Linked DNA regions of Mus musculus: region 2 is linked to region 1. A link is a contact called in public HiChIP or PLAC-seq data. All regions are on one chromosome and are shown on one strand. Each heading gives the region's core, a stretch centred on a gene start, on an enhancer-like site or on the middle of the called end of the contact. The rest is flanking DNA. Distances are from core to core; before and after follow the strand shown. Region 1 holds the start of Arhgdib (Rho, GDP dissociation inhibitor (GDI) beta). Region 2 overlaps Gm36897 (predicted gene, 36897).

The links. HiChIP or PLAC-seq counts read pairs in DNA pulled down with a chosen protein or histone mark.
Region 2: an H3K27ac HiChIP or PLAC-seq map of thymic regulatory T cells shows a contact between it and region 1, with 4 times the contacts expected there. The contact joins the enhancer-like site here to the promoter of Arhgdib in region 1. A contact is called at or near these places in 4 of 39 promoter capture datasets (the C10 cell line, the HPC-7 cell line, liver and 1 more), 10 of 484 Hi-C or Micro-C datasets (B cells, CD8 T cells, the G1E-ER4 cell line and 4 more), 6 of 115 datasets of contacts at active chromatin or transcription factors (CD8 T cells, bone marrow-derived dendritic cells, double positive thymocytes and 3 more) and 2 of 9 other capture datasets (adipose tissue and liver).

Annotation. Positions count from the first base shown.
Region 1 is chr6:136,937,692-136,943,178 of GRCm38.p6, reverse strand. It overlaps Arhgdib (Rho, GDP dissociation inhibitor (GDI) beta), which reads left to right and starts at 1,423. Exons shown (of 6, transcript NM_007486.5): 1 at 1,423-1,528.
Region 2 is chr6:136,467,702-136,473,414 of GRCm38.p6, reverse strand. Gm36897 (predicted gene, 36897) reads right to left here. Exons shown (of 2, transcript NR_168025.1): 2 at 2,007-2,657. Among named protein-coding and RNA genes, the nearest start is that of Gm36897, 6.9 kb to the right of the region's middle. Within about 2 kb of position 2,989, at least 336 of the 459 cell types and tissues checked have an H3K27ac peak or open chromatin away from gene starts, as enhancers often do. A contact at or near this core is called in B cells, CD8 T cells, the G1E-ER4 cell line and 9 more, where this site is marked.

The DNA of each region.
Region 1 (5,487 bases), core at 174-2,673:
CAAACTGTGATTCCACAAGTAGTTGATGTTTGAGTCTTCCCCCATCGCCCCCCACACACATCCCAGGTTATTTCTGCTCCATCAGTCTATCCTGGTGGGCGGGGCATTTCACGGCCACATACTCCTGGTTCATCATGTCTAATGGAGACCTCCTGTTTTCTTTCTTTCCTTTCTCCTTCCTCGTCCTCTCTTCTTCCTCTCCTTCTCTCTTTTTTCCCATGGTCCCTACCTGCGACCCTCATCCTGGTAACTGAAAACCCACTTGCCTCTATTCTACCTGGTAATTGGCTGTAACCACTTTTATCTAGCCAATAGTTTTCAATTGGGGAATGAGATTTACATAGCATCACTTGGTCTACTGAAGATGTTGGGGGACAACCAGATCTTGGTGGCCAGTACTTAGCATTTGAATACATCTCAGCACCAGACACAACTCACAGCGACGTTCAAAATAACTGAAGAGCATGCAGCCTATTTGGATGAAGAGAGGAAAAGTGCCATTTTCCCCAAGTGCCTTGGTTGAGGTAGCAGTCACTACGCATATTAATACAAATACTGATTATTGAAATGTTAGTATAAACGAGCATGCCTTGTTGACCGCAGCTTAGGAGCAAGTTAGAGAAAGCATCGAAACGCAGACACCGCAGCCCTGTCTCCAACGGGACTGCACACAGTGTTGGCAGCTTGTTCTCATTTAAATTTATTCACAAGCCACTCCTCAAATAGCTGCAAAGTCAATTTTAGCATCCATGTGATTGTCACAGATTTCTGCGTTAGATGAGGAATTAATGAAGCTGCATTTACAATCTACATTCCTAGATATAACCAACAGTGTTTGTTCTTGCTTTTGTTTTTACTTTTGTTTATTTCGTTTGAAGGCTTGTGGTGCAATAATACACAGCAACATCTTCAAATGAGGACCAATAAATAAAGCTCAAAAAAAAAACCCTCTGTCTGAAGACAAATTATTTAAATTGAGCACCCAGTATATACATTTAACATTCATAATTTCTACTCCTCATTTCCTACCAGCAAGTTGTCTTACTATAAATAAATGAATTATAAATAAAAGAAAGCTGACAGGAGCCTTAGAGGAGCAGAAGTTTGTAGTACACAATAAAGCCTATTACTTCTGTTTAGGGGCCCTATGTCTCTCCCCGAGATTATGGCTTTTAGACACGCACACCCAGTCATTGAAAGCACACACAGCTACAGGGACCCTCCCCCAGCATGCACACTCATGCATCTATGTCACATGGGCTGGTTTGCTCCACATGTGTCATTAATTGTCAAGAATGCTGCTCAGACGGCTGATCGGAAGATAGGCAGAGCAGGATATCGAGACAGCCCAGGGTTTCCTTGTCAAGTAGGTTTAAAACATTTTTTCCTCTTCTCTCTCTCTCTCTCTCTCTCTCTCTCTCTCTCTCTCTCTCTCTCTCTCAACTTCCTTCCTGTTCTGCCAGTCCTCAGTCAGAGTTGAGAGACAGAGGTAACCTCCAGAGACACAGGGCCGACTGGAGCCTGGAATGTAAGTTGAATGCCTGAGGTGGGGAGGCTGCAGGTGGGCGCAGAGTCCTGTAGGAAATCTCAGAACCACCCTACTGCCCTTGCCAGAGGAGCTGTTGCTGTTCTTAGGAAGGGCGGTTCTTTAAACCGAACTTCATGATAAGAAAGTGCTAAAGAGATTGCTGGAGCAGAAAAGGGGAAGTCAGCCCTGAGAAGGGGAGACAAGCTGAAGGAGGTAGGAGAGAGTACCCTGCTACCAGAATGTTCTAGAGAAGGGCTCTGGGGATACCTGGAATGGGGGCGGAGTGGGGGGCAGCACTGGGTGGTTTCCTTGCTAGGCAGGAGCTGGAATTTGGCTGCGCTCAGGAAAAGGAAAACCCTACCTCTGATACTGACTGTGCTGTGGATGGCGGCTTGTGCTGGGGTGGAGATGTGTGGTTTCCTGTTTTTGAGCACACTTTAAAGAGACTGTTTGAAAGGAGAGAAAATATGGTGCAGAGCTGTCAAATGCTAAGCCCTTAGCAAAAACCAGGGGAATTAAATTCCTGCAGTGGGCTGGGCAGGAAGATATTCACTGTGACTGCCAAAAAACAAAGCAGCCCTCCACATCAAGGGGAACTGATGCAGACCCAGAAGATGTGGAGAAAACTGTGGGAGAGGCACTAGGAGAGTCTGCGTGGGCCCAGCTATAAACGTGGTCGGTGGGCCTTCCAGCTGTCGTGGTCTGAACTTTGGCCTTGCTAGAAGGGCTCTAGGCATCACTTGGTATGCTCTCCTCTCTTTCTCAGGTTTTCCAGTCAGCAAGTGCTAAATGCCCCATTTTGGGTAACTGTAGCATGGGTCTGAGAAGCTCTGAGTAGTTTTTCACTAGGCGGTGAGGGAGTCAGACTCTTACAGGAAGGCCCCCAAACCACCCCTTCACAAAGACACTAAGAGCCTTCTGAAGTCAGGCTTAGCACACTGGGTTCCCCACATGAGAACTCAAGAAGAGATCAGCGGTGACCTGCTGGCTGGGAATTTGTCACCAACAGGTGCCATTTCTCTCTGTGGCATTTCTAAGAGTGTACCCCTGCCCGTTTCAAACACAGTGCAAGTTTACTGACAAAATGAGCTTATTCTTTTGTGAGTCCTTCAGGTTTCTGATAGAACATGATCAACTCTCCTTCCACGTGGCCCACACTCTGCCAGTGAGAAACAACCATGACTAGCCGGCCTAAACCTCATGGGCATCTTCTTGCCCTCGGAATTTGGTCCTTCACCATTTTGGAGAGTGTGGGTCTGTCCCAGGGAGACAGGCTTTGCTCAGCCGCGCACAGTTTGGTTTCCACTGGAAGCTCAGAACAGCAGAGTTACTCTGAGGGGAATTTACGGGAATATGATCCGTGACAAACTTGAGCTAACAGGAAGGGAGAAGAAGCCCTGTGGGGTGAAAACTAAGCAGAGAGAAAAGACAGCCAGGGTTGGCTCAGAGCCCTCTGGTGTGCCAAGCCTGGTATTGAGAAACTCACGATTTTCATACTGAGAGAATGGAGAAGAATATTAAGGAAGTGTTCAGCAGTTCATATAGTGGTACAGTAAAAGAGTTGATAGCCTTAGACATTGTCTGTGGAAGAAGATTTCTCTAATCCCACATGTGGAATGTCTTTGTTTGCACAGCAGCCTCGCTGCTGAGATGGACTACATTGGTGGATGGTGGGTTGAGTCCCAGGTAGAGTTTTGCAGGCCTCGGGTCTTGATTGCTCCTGAAAAATCACTGGTACTTTCATCCATACAATAAGATCTTACCAGGTTGCCCTTTATTGATAATATTCTGGTTTCCTCAACCCAAGCTGACTAAAACTCCACAGGGGATTCCTCGGGGGTCTAATAATCTAAGTTCGAGTGTCCATGAAATTGTCTTTGACGTCTCACATTAATTTAGAACCTTGGTGACTGTGTCTAGTTTTTTGCCTAGTCATGGCTTCCAGAGTGCAGCTGTCTTTTAAGATTATTTAAAGTGGTATTTGTGAAAGAGGAACGTCACGCAGTGTGTGTGTGTGTGGGGGGGGGGGGAACATAGTGATTCGTACTCTTATCTCTTTCTGCACCGAAAAACAGAGCTGGAAGAGCGCGCTTGGAATGCATAGGCAGGAAAGAAGAGTCTGTGGTCCTCAGTGGGAGTGGTGAGGCCCGACTTTAATTCCAGCATTTGAAAGGCAGGGCATCTCTGTGAGTTCCAGGTCAGCCAAGGATACAGAGTGAGACCCCGTCTTTTAAAAAGGTGGGGGGGAGGCATTTTTTAAATGGGGGGGAGAAGGGGGAGGGAGAGGGAGAGGGAGAGGGAGAGGGAGAGGGAGAGGGAGAGGGAGAGGGAGAGGGAGAGGGAGAGGGAGGAGAGGGAGAGGGAGAGGGAGAGGGAGAGGGAGAGGGAGAGGGAGAGGGAGAGGGAGGAGAGGGAGATTTTCTAGAACCATGTCCCCTTCGTTGCGTCATACAAGATGGGTTCCTCTCAATCACTAGCTTGGATCTTCTTGTCCAGTTTTGGATGCCCATGCGGCTGCCTTGGTAGAAAATGGCCTTGGGATGCCCCAGAAAGGGCCAGATCTTTCACGTGACTAGAAATACTGAAGGGATTTCTCCATAAGCAAGAGAAGAGGCCTTGTGGGTGTCCTGGCAGACAATCTGGGGTCTCTTGACGCCAGGCAGCAGCAGAGGCGGCAGGGCAGGCTGTGACATGCGCAGTTCTCAGCAAGAACCTAGCTCTGGGCGCTTGGCCCTCCTGTGGGAAATCCCCTGCTCCTGCTCTTCCCACCCCCACCACACACACACACATCTCTCCATGTCTTCCCCTTAGTGACTCAGAGGTGCAGGATAAGACCCCGGCCAACCCAGCCTTTCAACGTAGCGAGATCTTCCTGCATTTTCCCCTAGCCAGAGGCAGTGTGTCCACTAACTGCTCTCTGAGCCCGCTGACTCATCTCATTCAGAGCGAACCTTCTGTCAGGCGAAGGGTCAAGAAATAAGATCGAAAATAGAATTGTTAATGTGAGGTATTTCAAAAGAAATGCAGTAGTCACTGTCCCATTTTTGCGTTGGATTTCATTTATAAATAATCCTCACAAGTTCCTAACCTTCAAGGTCCCGTCCTTCCTCCGCAGAGAAACAGACTGCATCCTGAGGAGGAAGGGCGCAGAGGATCAGTTATACCCAGGGGAAGCACTTCCTCCTCAGGACGTTAGGTCCCACAAAACACATAATGACAGGGCCACGAAGGAAGGCAAGGAAAAGAATTAATATTTATTAAACATCTACTGGCCAATCCAGCTTCCAATCCAGCCTTTTGATACCTTGAGGAAGGCTCAGTTTTCCTACATCTCTGGTGGATGTTAATAGCTTGCTTAGGTCCTATAAGAAGTTGGTTTTGGAGCCAGGCTTTGAGACCCCTGGTCCACCTTCCTCAAAGTTCATGCTTTGTCAAACGTGTAGGTCACTTTGTTAAATTCACCTGGGGTGGGATTAATTTCCTAGAAACGTAGGATCTCATTTCTTTTTTTATGGCCAGCAACTCGTATGAAGCTATATTAACAGCCAGACATGTGTGCACTGACTCAAGGTTAAGTCGTATTTACGATTTCCTCCTGTCTTTTTCTGTTCCTATAACCTGTGGCTCACATTGTCTCCTGCACGGTGGCTGGTGATTCCTTGCAATTCCTTCACGGGATGCACCGAGTGTCTAATTTGCTAAGTTTTGACTCAGAACAGTTCCGTAACTGTTTTAAGATAGTCTTGTGATGCAAAAGGTTTAGGTAAAAGAAAGATGATTTACATCTTGTTGGGGGGAGTAGGTTATGTTGTGTTTTATAAAATTGTGGTATAATAAGGTGGGAGGAAGCACCTCCACGGGCCCTGCCGTGGTGCTCCCCTGAGGAATCGCCATCATAAGACAGGCCTAGTACCAAAGGAAGTTTACCGGGGGAAGGGAAGGGGGACCTAGAAAAGGGA
Region 2 (5,713 bases), core at 1,740-4,239, 470 kb after region 1:
GAATTTCTGAGTGCTGCGATTAAAGGTGTGCACCACTGCTGCCCAGCCAAAATAAATATATAGTTCAGAATATATTTAAATATTTAAAATATATTTCTCAAAATAATATATTTTAAATATATTTCAAAAACAATCTTGGAAAAAATGGTTTATTTGAGGGTTGGCATCTTTCAAAACTACTTTGGGAGAATCAAGGTACTTTGATAGGACTTTCTGATGGAAGAACAGGAGGGACAAGGGGACCGTGGCAGGAAGGTTCTCAGGTGAGCAGAGTTTGTGTCTCTCTTTGGCCTGGGCATCCCTGTGGACCTCGGCTTCCCTGGGGCTAGCTCCTGCAGTTCTTTAGAAAAACACTGTTTTGCAAGTTACACTTCATAGCATGGGTCAAGTTTCCTGCTAGCTGATACAGAACTAAAGAAGGGGCGGGGAGGCGCGGCACATGTGAAGGTTACCAGGCATTTTAGGTTGATAAACACCCCCAAAATCTTAATCACTTGGGTGCAGCTTTTCTTTATAATTGAAACCATGGGACCAAGGGAACAGAAACAAATTAACTCTGCAAAGGACAACGTGTAAAGATCTGCCTTAGTCACTACTGGACCTGAACCATGTAGCCCAGGCTGCTCAATCTCACTAAGTAGCTGAAGATGCCCCTGGACTCTCGAGATTCCTCTATGTCCACTTGGAGAATGCAGTGTGGCCGGCCTCCACCGTCATGTCCATTTTACACGGTGCTGGCTCTTTGAAAGTACGCTCCACTTTGTGTTGTACTTGCTAAACCCACAAGCCCAGCACAGTAATTAGTACCATGGTGCTTGGCTGACTGCTGACTGCATACACGGTGTTATAGGGATCAAACCTGGGGAACAATGATGTCAGTTTATTATAACATCTACCAATATGATAGATAGTAGCCTTCTACACTTCACCGTGAAGATCCATTTCTAGGCTGGAGTTGAAGCTCAGAAGTGGAGTGATGGCCTAGCAGGTACCAGAGTCCTGAGGCCCTTAGCCAGCACTCTCTCCTCCCCGCCTCAGGGGGAAAATCCTTGGCTTATATCAGATAATGTTTGAAAGTTGGTATCTTCTCCCCCCCCCCCCAGCTTACTTAAGATCTTTGAGTTTAAGGAAGAATAAAGGTTACTCCTAAACACGCATTTACAAACATGAAGGAAAGTAAACTATCTGTTGAAGTGGAACTGTAGGGGGTGCAAAAAAAACAAAAAACAACAAAAAAAAAAAAACCAAAAGACCAAGGCTTAGTTGTTCAGTACAGGCTGACCTCGGACTCCGTGTAGAGCCTCTGGCTGGCCTTTAGCTCTGTTCTCTCTCTCTCTCTCTCTCTCTCTCTCTCTCTCTCTCTCTCTCTCTCTCTCTCTCTCTCTCTCTCTCTCTGTCTCTCTCTCTCTCTGTCTCTCTCCCTCCCTCCTCCCCTCCCTCCCTTTCTCCCTCTCTTCTTTTGTCAGCCTCTAAATAAGGACTATCCCAAGTGTGGACCCTTAATTTAGTCTCAACGCTTGGGGAAAGAAAGCCTTCTGAGGGCTCTAAGGCAGTGATTCCCAATTGTTCCTCTGGGGCTGGGTGGAGACAGTTCTTACTGATAAGTTACCCTTGAGCAAAGAAACCTCTTAACGACTGGGTGGAAAATATTGTTTGAAACCTTGTACGAGTTCCAGGGGGAACAACAGTTATTTTCCTTTCATGTTTTTCTGCGGCAGAAAGGTGTGTTTGAGACAGAATCCTGCTATACAACCTAGGCTGGCCGGGTACTCTTGACAATCCTCCTGATTTAGCATCTGAGTGCTGGGATTATGTGTGTGAGCTATCACCGATTTTTTAGGGCAAGTTTTTTCTTTTTTTTCTTTTTTGAGACAGGATTTCTTTGTGCCGCCCTGACTGTCTTGGAACTCACTTGGTAGTCCAGGGAGGCCTTTACACTCTGCCTGCCTCTGTCTCTCAAGTGTTGGGGCTAAAAGTGTACAATAAAGTATTAGAAGTCTCATTTCTTTTGGGAGGGACATAATTTAAATATTTATATTACTTATAAATGTAGACATTTCTGGATAATTATAGTTATGTTTTTGATTGTGAGCTTAGACCTTAACATCTCTCCCGTCCTTATATTACACTTCCATCTATCTGTCGGGTTATTGGTGTTGAGGGTGGAGGCTGTCCCCTGTGCTCGGTTTCAGGGAGGTTACACTCTGCATGGGTGGTTGACAACCTTCAGTGCACAGGAAGTAACCATTGGGTGGCCTGGACCAGCACAGGCGCCGGCTGGCTGTCTTTTTTTTCAAGGTTGTGAGGCTGAGTTTCTGAACCAGCTGCTGCGGAGGCCTGCAGGGCGGGGCGGGCGTGCCTTCTGCATTCGCATTCCTCTTCCGGCCCAGACTGCGGTTGCGGCGTGGGGGAGGGGCGGGCGTGGTGTGGGGGAGGGGCGAGCTGCAGCGTGGGGGCGGGGCGAACCTCAATCTCCAGAGAGCCGGCCTGGGCGAGTCCAGGGCCAGTCTCCAAGTGCCACCGTGTCCGGGCCGTGGACAGGACCTCTCTTCACTGTGTCTGGAGAGCCCTGTCACAAAACAGGCAAACCTGAAAGGCCTCTGGGTTTTAAAGGTTCGCTTTAGCTATCAAGCTCCTTCACGCTGTAGATCTTGCATCTGTAAAATGGGGATAAAGGAAAATTACAATAAATACGATATAAATGAAAGAGGTAGCGGAAAGGAAGGAATTTGCTGTGCTTTGTGGATGTTGTCACAAGCGCAACACAAAGACAGGGCCCAGGCAACAAATGGCAGGCTTTGTTCTGGCTTAGGGTGGAGAGCCACACTAGAATGAAGTCCTTTGTGCCTCCAGTCTGCTCTGGGGATTATATAGGGGGAGGCTCCGGGAGCTGTTTCCCTGGCTGGAGACATTGTTCTGGAAACAGGCTGGGTTGCCATGGCTACAGCTCCCCGGGCCAGGCCCTGCCCATTTCCAGGCAGCCAGGCTGTTAGCCTGTCTGGTGCCTGCTGTTACCAGGTCACTCCCGGTTTCCAGGCCTCCCCACACCCAGCACTGCACGGGAATGCTGGGAAGTTCAAGTTTCCCAGATGGCCTTTGAGTCCGAAAATAAAGCCCTGCGCTTGCCAGGCCCGAGATTTTCTTGGAACAAAAGTCAGTAGATTGAAAGCTTGCTGAAGGCAGGGACCATCTTCTCATCAGCGTCACCAGGACCGTGTCTTCCACCCAGAGTAGGTTGTCACACAGTAGGCGCTTTAGAAATGCTGGCAAGCATTTGACACCATGATGGCGGCATAGAGTCAGGTTAAAAGAACGGATTTTGGAGCCAATATCTTTCTCTGACAGGTTTTATAGATCAGTAACACTACCTGATCCTTTCGAACTTTATTTTTCTCATCTCTAAAATGGGAACAGCAATGCCGTTCGCTCTCAGGGATGTACAGTGGCTAGGCTCATGTAAGATATGAAATGCATGGTACTGTGTGGGGCTTCTAATGATTTCTCCTGCTAATCTCTTTTGTGGGTTACTACATCGTCACATAAAAGTGCTGCTCTCCGTAAAGTCAGCCACCTCTTTGCCAAGCAACAACCATACAAACAAATAGGGTCCATACCGGCGCACTTGATACTGCCATTTCTATGTAAGGACTTAGTCAATACTTGTGCAATAAGCAACAGATAGAGAATGCCTGCCAGTAACAAGCGTCCCCTGCTTCAAAGGTCACACATAAATAATGCAAAGTAGGCTGGGTTCCAACCGTCTCTCCAGATGTCTAAGAGTAACAGAAGGAATGGCATGTCGACATTTCAGCCCTGGGTCTCCCAGTCTTCTCCCTCAACGTCTCAACACCCACAGACACACCAAAGGAACTCCCCTCCCCCATTCCCAGAGCAGACTGGCTTCTAAGACTCCAGGTGCTCCCTTGCTGACCCTGAAAGATTCCAACCATTTGGGGACATTCAAGAGGAGAGGTTCCACACTCCTCCTCCTCCTTTCCAAACGAGACTGACCTGGGCTTTGTCTAGGTTCTAGAACTCCTCAAAGTCCTGGGAGATTTTTAAGGTGGAGGGGTGGTAGCTGTCTGGGAATCCTCTGACCCCTGTGTGGCCTTAGGAAGTGCACACTGGACGACATCCGGTTCAACTGGGTGGCAGCTGCTCCTGGAGTCGCTCACCCTGGGGGCTGCTGGACAACCAGCTGGGGGAGGGGAGCCGGTCAAAGACTTAACCATCATTCCAGTGTCGTCTGAGATTGCTGTTGCTTTGAGTTGAGGTGTGTACAGCATGTGTGTATTTGGGGACACAGAAGGAGAGCACTTTGGCCCAACTGGGCACATGCATTGTCAACGCCTGGGGCAGAAGATGTTGTCATCCAATTGTTAGCCGGGTGTACCATAGGCATGGGGGGGTTGTGTGTTTTGTGCTTTGCAAAGATATGCAAACATAGGTGTTGGAAAATGGTGTGAACTGCATGCAGGGTGTGAAGTGCTCCTCTCAGTGTTTCAGACCCTCCTACCTCCCTCCCCGCCCCCACTCTCCAGCACAGGCAATAAACCAGGCCGCAAAGTCCTCCCCTCCCCCCAAGGCCTTGGCCAGCTCTCTGAAAACTGATATCCTGGGGCCCTTTTTCCCTCACCAGCTACAGTCAGAAGCAGCAGGAGGGAAAATGTGGACCGGATCTCAACAGAGAGTCCCGACTCTGAACTTTCTCTGCGATGATATGCAACCGATCCGGCACCAGGCCTGGTATTTCATCTGACTTTGCCACCCCAGGAACTGGGTTTAGGTTCCAGCAAGTCCCCGTCCAGTTCAGGTCTGTCTGTAAAATCCATGCTAGATTTTCCATTTCACCCTAGTGAAGTCTCAGCCTGTGGCTGTTGTTCTCAATCCAGCTCAGAAACTGGCTCAAACCGCCCTGAACTGGATTTGGTGGCTGTTGAGACACAGTTTCTGCCTCTTTGTTAGGGCGGAACCGCCCCATTCTCTACACCTCCCGCCCTCCCTCAATCCAGTGTCCTACAACAATCTCCCACCCACCCCACCCCCATTCCCTTTTTCTTAAAAAACAAAACAAACAACCCCCCCAAAACAAAACAAAACAAAAAAACTATGAAGTAGATTAAATTAAATTCTTTTTTTTTTAATGGATCTAGGTTGTAAGCCTTTTGGCTTTATGATATTAGTTATTTCTGAGTTGTTATCTTATCAGTTAACATGGTGCGCTTCAAATGATGCTCAGACAGGCCCAGAAACAACTACATTTCTCATCACTGACTTAAGGTTTTGGGTAGAGTTCATTGCTCATTTCCATTTCATTAACTGTAAGGTAAAAGAATTTGATAATTTTTATTACCATTCAGAGCTGGGGAACAGTATCTGTGCTCACTGCCTTCCGCAACTGTAGACGTGCCAGAGGAAGAACTGAAGGACGCAGATGGGTTTGTTTTTCCAGTTGTAACTTTACCCCTGGATCAGATGGTGTGAACTGTAAGATACAGGAGGCTGACTGGGGGTTGCCGGGTGAGGGAAGAGCAGGATTCTTCCCAGAATGTGGGTAGGGGCAAAGTGGGGATGTGACAGATTCAGGTCAAAACACTGCTGAGAGATTTGTGAATTTTAGCTATATCACACGCAGGCGTTTCTTATGTCTGGGATTAGACAGGCATGTAGCATGATGCTGAAGTGAAATTCCCCCAGGTTTGTCCACTTGAAA